Regions from separate parts of the Callithrix jacchus genome. Here region 2 is linked to region 1. Evidence: chromatin contacts called from public Hi-C data. All regions are on one chromosome and are shown on one strand. Each heading gives the region's core, a stretch centred on a gene start, on an enhancer-like site or on the middle of the called end of the contact. The rest is flanking DNA. Distances are from core to core; before and after follow the strand shown.

Region 1 (5,235 bases), core at 275-2,774:
GCTAATAAATAAAGGAACCTCAATGCCACAGTCACCTTCTTGTGCATCCCCACAGCACTCCTGGGTCCAGCTCCCTCAGCCCTAGGGCCTCTGCATGCTTGGGACTGGTGTGGCAGGGATGCATTTAGAGTGGCTGAACACAGAGGCCAAGGTTGGAGGTACTATGGGACGGTACAGAGAGGAGGCTCACACAATTCCATTTTCTGGAGAACACTCTCTGCAGCTCCCTCCTACATATACTGCTTTTTGAGAACTAAGTACTCAAGAACTCTTACCTCATTCCATTTTCTCCTTCGACTTGTGCCTTGACTCTTAGTGGAAGTGTACCCTAAACCCAATGAATGCATTCTGAATCAAGCAAGAGGGAGGCTTCAAACATTGTCTTCAGCCTCTTTGCCAAGCTCAGCCTCCCTTGCCGCTCTTCCTTCCAGAGACCTCCAAGGACAAGGGCAGAGCTGATCAGACTCCGAGGAGACAGCTGCAGGTGTAAAGCTAAGGATGCTAACTTGGGCCTTTTCCACGGGAAGAGCTGAAAGGAACCTGAGAATTCCAGTTAGGCCTAAACTAAAGAGCTGGAAACTTTGGGGAAACCACTGCAGCAATGAGGGGAGAGCGTGATCATCTTCAATTTAATCAGCGCTGGGAAAACTTGTGGTCCAGCTGGTAGCACGAGGAGGGACAGTGTCCAGGGGGTGCAAAATTTCTGCAAGTGTCGGAAGGGGGATTCCCCGGGTGGTGTACTGAGAGAGGCTAAGGAACAAACACGGACTTCTTCATCTTAAGTGGGAAAAGGGAAGACCCTAAATAGGGAGCAGTGAGCTGGAATGAAGCCTGAAGTCCCCCTTCCCCCATCTGTCCTCCTCACATGATGGATGAAGTCCGGGACTATACAAGAGGAAAGCAACCCTTTAGGGAACTCTGTTGTCTATCCGGCCTGCACGACCCCAGCCAGCTCGCCCTGATGATCTCTGCCTACTCTCTATTGGGCAGCCTTTGTCGCTAATAAAGGAAAAGGAGAAAACCACCTGCTGCTGTCAGAGGCCACAGACCACCCGCCGGCCTCCCTGACCCTGCCCTCCAACCACACGCGGGACACTGGGCACATAGGAAGCAGGGAGAAGAGCGAAGTAGGGGTGGGTAGCTGTGTGTATCCTGGCGTAGGGTCCTCCTCACTCCCGAAGCCCGAAAGTTCTGGGGCGCTCAGCCTGTGGAATCTAGTTGACATATGGCCACTCCTTCCCTCCCCTCTGGGGCTCTTTGGGAAAAAACGGCCTGCCCAGGGCGCCCCGCCATCCTCCTGGGGTACCCCACCGCGCTCGGTTGGGGGCGCAGCACTTTGGAGAGAGGCGTCTGGCCCTGCACCTGGGCTGGGGGCGCTCTACCTTGCGCCCTGGGAGTCTGGGGAGCCTGTCAGGCAGCTGCGGTGGGGCCCTGCCCGCCCGTGCCCAGTCCGGAGCCCAGGCGAACTAGCGCGGCGAGCCTCTTCCCCTCCCGCCTCGGGCGTCCAGAGCCCGCGCCCGCTCCAGTTGCTGCAGCTGCAGCTGCTGGCGGCTGAGGGGAGCGCGGGGCGCGCGCCGAAGAGGCTCTGGCGGCAAGGACGGGGACGAGGAGGAGTCGGAGGCGGCGAGGAGGAAGAGCGAGCCGAGGCCGAGGACGCTTGCCAGCGTGGCGACAGGACTCGGGGGTCCCGGGAGCATGGGCTAGCAGGCGGCCACGGCCCGGCGGCCGGACGCGGTGAACCTGCCGCGGCCGGGCGCGCACTGGGGCGGCAAGCCAGAGCCGAGAGCAGCCCGGGGGAGGAGGGCTGGGGTGGGGGCGCCCGGGCTGAGGGGGCCGATTATCCATTATTAACGAGTTGCCGCCTAATAAGCCTAGAGCGGCTCGTTAGCCTTGCGGGAGGCGCGCGGGGAAGGGGGGTCCCCGGCCGGAGCGCAGCGCACACCAGTGGCGCACAGCAGGCGGCGCGGCGCCGAGGACACCCGGGCCCGCGCGAGGAGCCAGGGCGGGCCCGGGGGCGGCGCAGACCCCGGGCGCGGGCGGCCCGCGGCGCCCCCTGGCTCTCGGCGCTCGGGGCCAGCGCAACCCGGGGCTAGCGGGGCGCGGGCCGGGGAGGGGGAGCTGCCCGCGCGCTCCATCCCCCTCCCCCCCGGGCGGGCCGGCGGCCGGGGGGAGGGCGGGCGGCGGCGGCTCGCTGTATATATCTCGGCGCACCCCGCCAGGTCGCGCACAGCGCCCCGAGCCCAGGCGCCTCCCCGCCCCCCTCCCGCGCTCCGCGGCGGCAGCGGCGGCAGCAGTAGCAGCAATATGGCTGTTGATGGGTGTTCGGGGTGGCGCTGGCGGCGGGAGGAGCTCCCCCGAGCCCCTGCGCCGGCTGCCCGTTGCTAGCTATGGCAAATGGTGGCGGCGGCGGCGGCGGCAACAGCGGCGGCGGCGGCGGCGGCGGAGGCAGCAGTCTTAGAATGAGTAGCAATATCCACGCGAACCATCTCAGCCTAGACGCGTCCTCCTCCTCCTCTTCCTCTTCTTCTTCCTCCTCCTCTTCCTCCTCGTCCTCGGTCCACGAGCCCAAGATGGATGCGCTCATCATCCCGGTGACCATGGAGGTGCCGTGCGACAGCCGGGGCCAACGCATGTGGTGGGCTTTCCTAGCCTCCTCCATGGTGACTTTCTTCGGGGGCCTTTTCATCATCTTGCTCTGGCGGACGCTCAAGTACCTGTGGACCGTGTGCTGCCACTGCGGGGGCAAGACGAAGGTAACGCGCGCCCCGGGCGCCCGCCCTCTGCGCCAGCTCCGCCGTTTCTCGGCTTCCCCTGCAGCCCACCTCCTCGCTCGGTGCCGCGCCGTGCCTCCCTTCATCCCGCCTGCCTTCCCCCGGCCGCCTTCCCTTTCCTCCGCTCTCCCGGTGCTCTCGGATCCGGGCAGCGGGCGGCGCGCCGAGGGTGAGGAGTTGCCCCCAGCCAGTGCGCTCCCGGACGCGGATGCCCAATCCTGTCTTCTTGTTTATTGTAGGGTTGTTGGCTGCGGCTGGGGCAGGGGTGGGGGACCCTCGGGCTCGGGTGCCGTGGTGCGGGGTGGGGAGAGCCAACCCCGCTTGGACGGAGGAAGCTGGGGGCCGCTGGGTGCGTGTTCTGCACCGCTCACCTGTCGGGTCACGGCTCCTGTCGGTGGGCGAGAGGGAGCACATCCGCCCATACTTTAGGAACCTGTTGGGGAAATGAGTTTGTGGGATCAGATAGAAAAGAAAATTCTTTGGGCAGGGGCGAGAATAATTTTGCACAAGGGAATCCCGGGGGAGGAGCATGGCCCGAGGTAGTGGGGGGACTTCGAGGGCGAGAGAAGTTGGGGAGATCCATCCCAGTATTGGGGGCAGCCCATGAGGCTGCCACATTCAGAACGTGTCGAGGTCGCAAATCTGTTGTCACCTCCCACTCCGTCCCTTAGGTGTTCTAGTGGAACATACGCCAAGTTCTTCAGCCTCTGTTCCTTTGCCCCCAGGCCACCCACTTTGGGTCCCCGGAAATGCCCAGCAGCGCGAAGCTGGAGCGGGGGTCCGCCTGAGGCCGCGGTTTTACGCGGAGTTTCTTCCCTGGCGCTCGAGGTGGCTAGATGTCGTCGGCTTTAGCTATTCCTGGCGCCGACGCCCACCAGCATACGCGACACCTTCGATGTATGGTTGCTAGGCTCACTGCCTGGTCTGTACTCGTGTCCCTAGAGATGTCCTCCCTTCCCCGTAGCCGCTGGCTGGAATGGGGGACCCGATGGTGTTTGATAGAAAATTGCAGAATAAAGAAGAACGAACTGGAAAAAAGAGAGTGACCCAGCTGCCTTCTTTCTGAGGAATTCCCATCCGATGGGACTTCACAGCACTAACCGTTTTGGAGGGAAGGGATATCCAGGTGAATAGTGCAAGGTGGATGCACATCGCAGTCCCCACATGTTCACATCTTTTCTACTAAGGTTAATCTGAGGACCCCCTCAAACTTCCATAGGGCACAGCAACTTGTAGAAGCCTCCTTGGGGGCTGAGAGAAGTAGGGAAGTCAGGGGCTATGGGTGAAGGCTGGCTATGAAAACACCAGGGGGAACCGAGGCTCTCTCTCCTGATCGTTAATTATACATCCTATTGGGTGCTGGAGCTCAGCTGTGTTTTGTGGCAGCACATTTGTGTTTTGGAAAATACCGGTGTATTGGAACAAAGGGAGAAATATGAAAACCATCATTCTTATCCTCATTCTCTGGCTTCTCGGAGGCCTGCAGGTGTTGGCCAGAGAGCTTTCTTTGGAATTACCTTCTCAGCTGTAGAAATTCCTTTTTATTTGTTAACTAGGAAAACCTGCCACTTTCCAGAGACACCCACAGGTTAAGCAAAGCCCTATACACCAGATCCCTGCCTAACCCTCCTGCTGGATCCTTGAGACAGTTTCTTTCTGGAGCTTTCAAATTCCCACATTCCCTCTCTCCATCCCTCTCTTCCACCTCCCCCAACAGTCTCAGGAATTTTGTTCCCCGGTGGACTGAGGTTCAGCAACTGTCTTTAGGGGAAAGATCTGAAATGTTCCCTAGATGGAGTGATCTGGGTGAACTTTTTAACAGCTTGCTTTTTTTCAGGCAGTGGGCAATTTTGATCACAATGAAAACTTTTTCAATTATTCAAAATAACTCATGGTGTTTTTGTGATCCTGGAGTCTTAAACACAGCTTCCAAGATCTTTTTACGCTAGTGGGTACAGAAATGCGATTGCAGTGCCTGTAATGAAATGCTAATCCCATCACACACACAAAGGATCTCCTAAATGATGAGCAAGCATAACTTCTGTCAGTTTACTCAAGGAAATAGGTTTTTGGCAATGATTAGAAAAAACAATCCGTAAATATTTGGCTATATTTTGTAGCTCCAAGACCCTCTGAGTGGACATAACTGGAACTTAGTTGCTATAAGAAATTTGCCAGCGATGAGAGGTGATGGTGGTTGGTTCAGAAGATGTGAGGCCAGTTTCGAATGAGTACCGGTTCCTTTTGATACCATGAGTCCGTTTTAAAGCATGCCCAGAATCTCTTGATAACTGCCCCTAGATTTGCTCACTTAAAGCATAGGTAGCCAGCTCATTCTAAGCAATAATGGTAAGTCAGGCATTTTAAAAGCTTCTCTTTCTACCCTTGAGGTTTGTGTTTTTATTGCAATTGTATTTTTTTCATTCTTTTTGCTTTCCAAGTATTTGGTAGTTTTCTCAAGACT
Region 2 (4,965 bases), core at 1,684-4,183, 390 kb after region 1:
TCTTCTAAGTGTCAAGAAGTAAATTTCCGGATTTTGGAAGTAACTGATGGGGTTTAATGAGATGTTGCATGAATGGGAAGTTGCATCACCTCATCCTGCCAATGCATTGGTTTTGTTTTCTCTTTTGTTCTTCTTTTCCCCATTTCTCACCCTGAGAATCAAGAGTGCAGTTGTGGGTACATAGGAGGCTCGTATCACAGGCCTTCCATGTAAGAGACTGACCTGGGTCGGGTGTGGTCTGATGTCTGCTTGGGCCTTGATTCAGTCCTCCCTCATAATGGCTTAATAAGACATACTTCTCTTTTATCTCAGTAGAGTGGCAGCATTTTGCAATGGGATAGGATCAAGTGAACAAAGAACAAGGACAGTTGCTTGTTTCTCATGAGCTTCTACCACCTAGGGGTGTCTTTCTGAGTAGAAAGACTCTTTGGTCTTCCTCCCCTTACCTAGTCTGTACCTGTGATTTGGCATACTGAAATAGATATGAGAAATGCTGTTTCCCATGAGATACATTCTTTTATCTCTTTTAGAGAGTTGCAGAATTAGTCGATTTATTATAGTTTTGCATTATGTTGCACAATATTTATATGCCTAGAGAATTGCTATTATCAAACTAATGGACTTCAGGAAAGTTTGGCCCCAAAGAATGGAGGCCACATAGGATGGAGGTTTTTGAAATGACATAAAGTATCTGGCTTCCTTCTCCAACATTGTTTTAACTAACTGGGTACAGGTGTAGACCCACTGCCTCTCCCATGCTCAGCCCCAAGACAGACACCTGGGAGAGCTGTGAGGCTAGCACAGATCCCATCCCTTTCATGACAGTGCATTTTAAATTGTAAAGGACGATGCATACCAGCTTTCCCTATCCCCTTTAGCACACCCCATCCTGCAGTGCGACCAGATGGACAGCCCATGACATAGAGAAGGAAGCTCACCAGCATACTGTGTAACCAATTCCTTTATGGAACACAGCCTTTCTAGGTAGTGTTCTGGAAAATTAGCTCCAGCTCTCCGCCTTCGTGCCCTTTTTGAGAAGTCACGGCTTGCATTTAACCTTTGTTGAAGAAGTCAACACATATCACTGTGTGTGCAAAGCATCTCCCTGGTTTTTTTCCTTTTAAAATACTCCCCTCAATTTTCTCCATCCCTCACTGACATTTTTATTGCCAGGCTTTGGTTTGGAAAATTATGGATAGGGAAAGTTCAAGGGCAGGATGTTCAGAACGGCCCTGCACATCTGTGAAGGGAACATGACAGGAGAGCCAGCAGCTGTTGAAAGAATGAAATGTCAGATGGTGGAGGAGCTGAGCCCACTGAGGGATGGTGGGAGAGGAGATGCCTTAAGGGCAAAGAGGCTATAAATAACTCCAGTGGGAAGTCCTTGTCCCCCTTCAGATTTTACCCTTTAATAGCAACACTTGGTTCTCTGATATGAGAGTAACTCTAACTCAGTCTTCCTAGCTCATCTAGCCTTCCACATTGCCATTTGTTCATGAATCGAATGAAAGCCTGGTAGAGAAGACAGGTGGAGAGTATGCCAAGGAAGAGAGTCGACTTCTATATACGTCCTTGTCTCCATTGGGTAGATTTTGAGGGCAGGATCTGTTCTTTGGTTGTCAAACAGATTGGTTTTATTTATGTCAAAGTTCAGAGCATTAGCGCCCTTCCTCCTTCTCCCTTCTACATTGGTGAGGAAATCCTGTGTCCTTGCTTATTTCTCATTGCACAAGGGGTACCTAGGCATTGTGGGCAATGACATCTAGAAGCATTAAGGGAACTCCTTATCTTTGGCATTTCATTGGGCAAATCAAGGACTATGCTGGGAGAGGGAGGAAGGACTGGGCTGAACCTTTCAGGTCTGCTACAAAAGACAACTGTAGAATACAATGTTAGAGTGAAAGAAGTCCTGGAGCCCAACTGTTGCCACTGTTCCTGTGTCTCAGCATCCTTTCCTGAGGAATGAGGGTGAGGGAGCTCCTCAAGGTCACCTGACAAGCTGGGGGACAGAGCTGGAACCAGAAGACAGAGCTCTTCTCTCCCAATCCTTTTCTACTTGATCTCCTGGGTTCTTTCTACTAAATACAAATATGAATAAAGACATAATAACCTACATATTGAATAGCAAAGCATATATTGTCTTTTTATGCCAATTCAGCACTTCCAGGCCCTTGTCATGGGGCAAGCTTTAGGGCCATGGGAAAGAACAAACATAATCCCAGGTGGAAAAGATAAAATCCAGCCAGGTGGCTGCATGGGATTAGTTTATTTCATCCTCATTGATAAGAGACTTTGAATTCCTTGATTTCATGATCCTACTACTTTCTCTCTCTCTCTCTCTCTCTCTCTCTCTCTCTCTCTCTCTCTCTCTCTCTCTCTCTCTCCATTCCCACAGTCTCACTCTCTTTTTCTGTACTATTTCAGCATGGAGGTGGGGACAGGTAAGAGTTAAGAGTTCAGCTCCATTATGGAAGGGTACAGGGCTGCAGATATTGAAGAGCTGAACACATTGTTTGAAATTCGTTATGCATAACTTCTGAGGACGTTTTATCCAACTGCTCATTTGTTTCCCCTGTGGAAATACTATCTGATAACTATGTCTATACATCTCTATCTATTCTGCTCTCCAAAATTTATTCCCTTCGTGCTACTCTCCAGAAGTTAAAAAGAATGCTTTGGACAATCTGGTACTCTCTTAGCCCTCTCTTACTCTTTTTAAAAGAATAATTGTTTCAGGGCAAATGAAGAAAATGCATTCCCTTTCAGACATACTACTTACTTCTGTCCTCTGCAACAAGCCTGAGTTTATACCACCAGAGGGCTGTATCTTCTCCCTGTCACATGGCACCAGTCTTCTCCCTAAAGTCACAGGCAGATATGCATTCAGAGACTGCTTAGAGATCAGGATAGGAGCCAGCTGGAGCGAAATGTTATAGCTCAGAACAGTTTAATCCAAACACAAGGGCAGTGCTTGTGCCTAACACAACTGTGACAGGGGCAGGGGGGTGGTGTGCAGAGCGGTGGCAGCTTTTACAGCTTTATCATGGAGTTCATGGGCTGGAGGAGATGTGACCTCTTCCTTGTCTTTTACCCCTTGTCTTTTGACCTGACAGCCTGACACTTGTAGCTTTGGGAAGACCCTGGTTGGTGATGAGTCATTTGTGGCTTAAAAATAGAACTCTCAAAGCAATGATGCCCTTGGGACTTTTTGATGCATACATCTTTGTTCATAGAATTTGGAGGGGAGAGAGAGAGAAAGAGACAGAGACAGAGAGAGAGAGAGAGAGAGAGAGAGGAGAGAGAGGAGAGAGAGGAAAGAGAGTGAGTGTGTGTGTAGGAAACATCATGTCCTGCCAAGAAATTAAGTGGTGAAGCAGACCATGGGGGAATTGGCCATTAGGCTCATCACAGTAACAGAGATGAGACTGACAGCTGTCTGTACCTGTGGCCTTAAAGGTACCAATCAGGTAATAGCTCTCCACTGAGTACCAACTGTGTATAAGGCATTTTGCTAGGTACTGGGGGATTTTGAGTACTTATGTATAAAGTTAGATCTTTTCCATTAAGATATTTAAATGATGCATATTTTTACAAGAGGCAGGAAGTCCAGCCATATATACAAGAAAAATAAGATAACAAAACAAGAACAAGTAAAGCATCACTAAGCAGTATATCAATTACTAATATGAGCATTGCAAACCATAAGTGCTGAAGGTTGAGGGGTTGAAAAGATAGCTGGATACTATAAAATGTTTTGGCTCTAGGGGAGATTTTGAGTTGAATAGGCAGAACACTCAGTCTGCCCCCAACTCTAAGAGTCCACAAGAGGAGACTCTCACTGTGGCCTGCACTCGGGCTTTGTGATTTTCTATATACACTAAGTCAAGCAAAACCTTGCCTTGAAATCAGCCACTGAGATTAGGGATTGAGAATGCTTCAGGGGTGGCATAAAATAATCAGAGAAGTAGACTCTATCCAGTGGCAGTAATACCTGCTGTCCAATTGTAGGTGATTAAGACATTTGGAAATTTTTATTTGGAAATTTCCAGAAGTATCTGAAAGGCATCCAAGCCATCTTCTTGAAACAGGTCAGTGTGTGATGTGCTTTACAGGGGCCTTGTTCTGAACTTGTTACGTGCAGAGCATCACAAGGGTGTGATGGGGAGGAAAGCTGGCAGTAAAATGAGCTTGTGCTGCTCGCAAACAGGCCACAGTGTGGACATGGATGTTGGTCTGAAGACCAGCATTTGCCCCCAGCTCCGTGTTGCGATTTCCATGGGCTCTAGGTATGTAGGCCTCGTCGAGCCAATTCTTCCCTAAGAATATTAAAAGTTTTATTTTGTGGCTGCATTCATCTAAGGATGAATATAAACCAGGCTGGATTTATTATTGTTTTTAGAGACACAGTCTCACTCTGTCACTCAGGCTGTAGTGTAACTGGCATGATCATAGCTCGCTCTAACCTTGACCTCCTTGGCTCAAGCTATCTTTTGGTCTCAGCCTCCTGAGTAGTTGGGATTACAGGAATGTACCACCACGGCTGGCTTTTTTTTTTTCTTTTTTCTTTTTTGAGAAAGAGTCTCACTCTGTTGCCCAGATTGGAGTGCAATCATGGCTCACTGCAACTTCTGGCTGCAGCGCTCAAGTAATCTTCCTGCTTCAGCTTTCAGAGTAGCTGGGACTACAGGTGGGCACCATCATGCCCAGCTAATTAAAAAAAATTTTTCGTGTAGAGATGGGGTCTCACTGTGTTGCCCAGACTGGTTTCAAGCTCCCATGCTCAAGCAACCCTCCCACCTAAGTCTCCCAAAGTATTGAGATTGCAGGTGTAAGCCATTGTGCTCAGCCTGGATTCATTATTATGATTATTTATTATTATATTTATTTATTTTCTTCTGATTTTAAAAAAGTTAAAATTTAGATTTTTTTGTGTGTGTGTGCCCCATAAGTACAGGGGCCCCAGGC

Evidence for each region. Hi-C and Micro-C count contacts between places; a contact is called where the count stands out from the background.
Region 2: a contact with region 1 is called in a Hi-C map of skeletal muscle, with 4 times the contacts expected there. The contact joins the enhancer-like site here to the promoter of KCNMA1 in region 1. A contact is called at or near these places in 2 of 3 Hi-C or Micro-C datasets (both in skeletal muscle).

What each region holds. Positions count from the first base shown.
Region 1 is chr12:52,547,642-52,552,876 of calJac240_pri, forward strand. KCNMA1 (potassium calcium-activated channel subfamily M alpha 1) reads left to right here and starts at 1,525. Exons shown (of 29, transcript XM_078345518.1): 1 at 1,525-2,753. The coding sequence starts at 2,388.
Region 2 is chr12:52,940,223-52,945,187 of calJac240_pri, forward strand. The region is part of intron 3 of KCNMA1 (potassium calcium-activated channel subfamily M alpha 1); the gene reads left to right. Among named protein-coding and RNA genes, the nearest start is that of KCNMA1, 390 kb to the left of the region's middle. Within about 2 kb of position 2,934, at least 1 of the 16 cell types and tissues checked has an H3K27ac peak or open chromatin away from gene starts, as enhancers often do. A contact at or near this core is called in skeletal muscle, where this site is marked.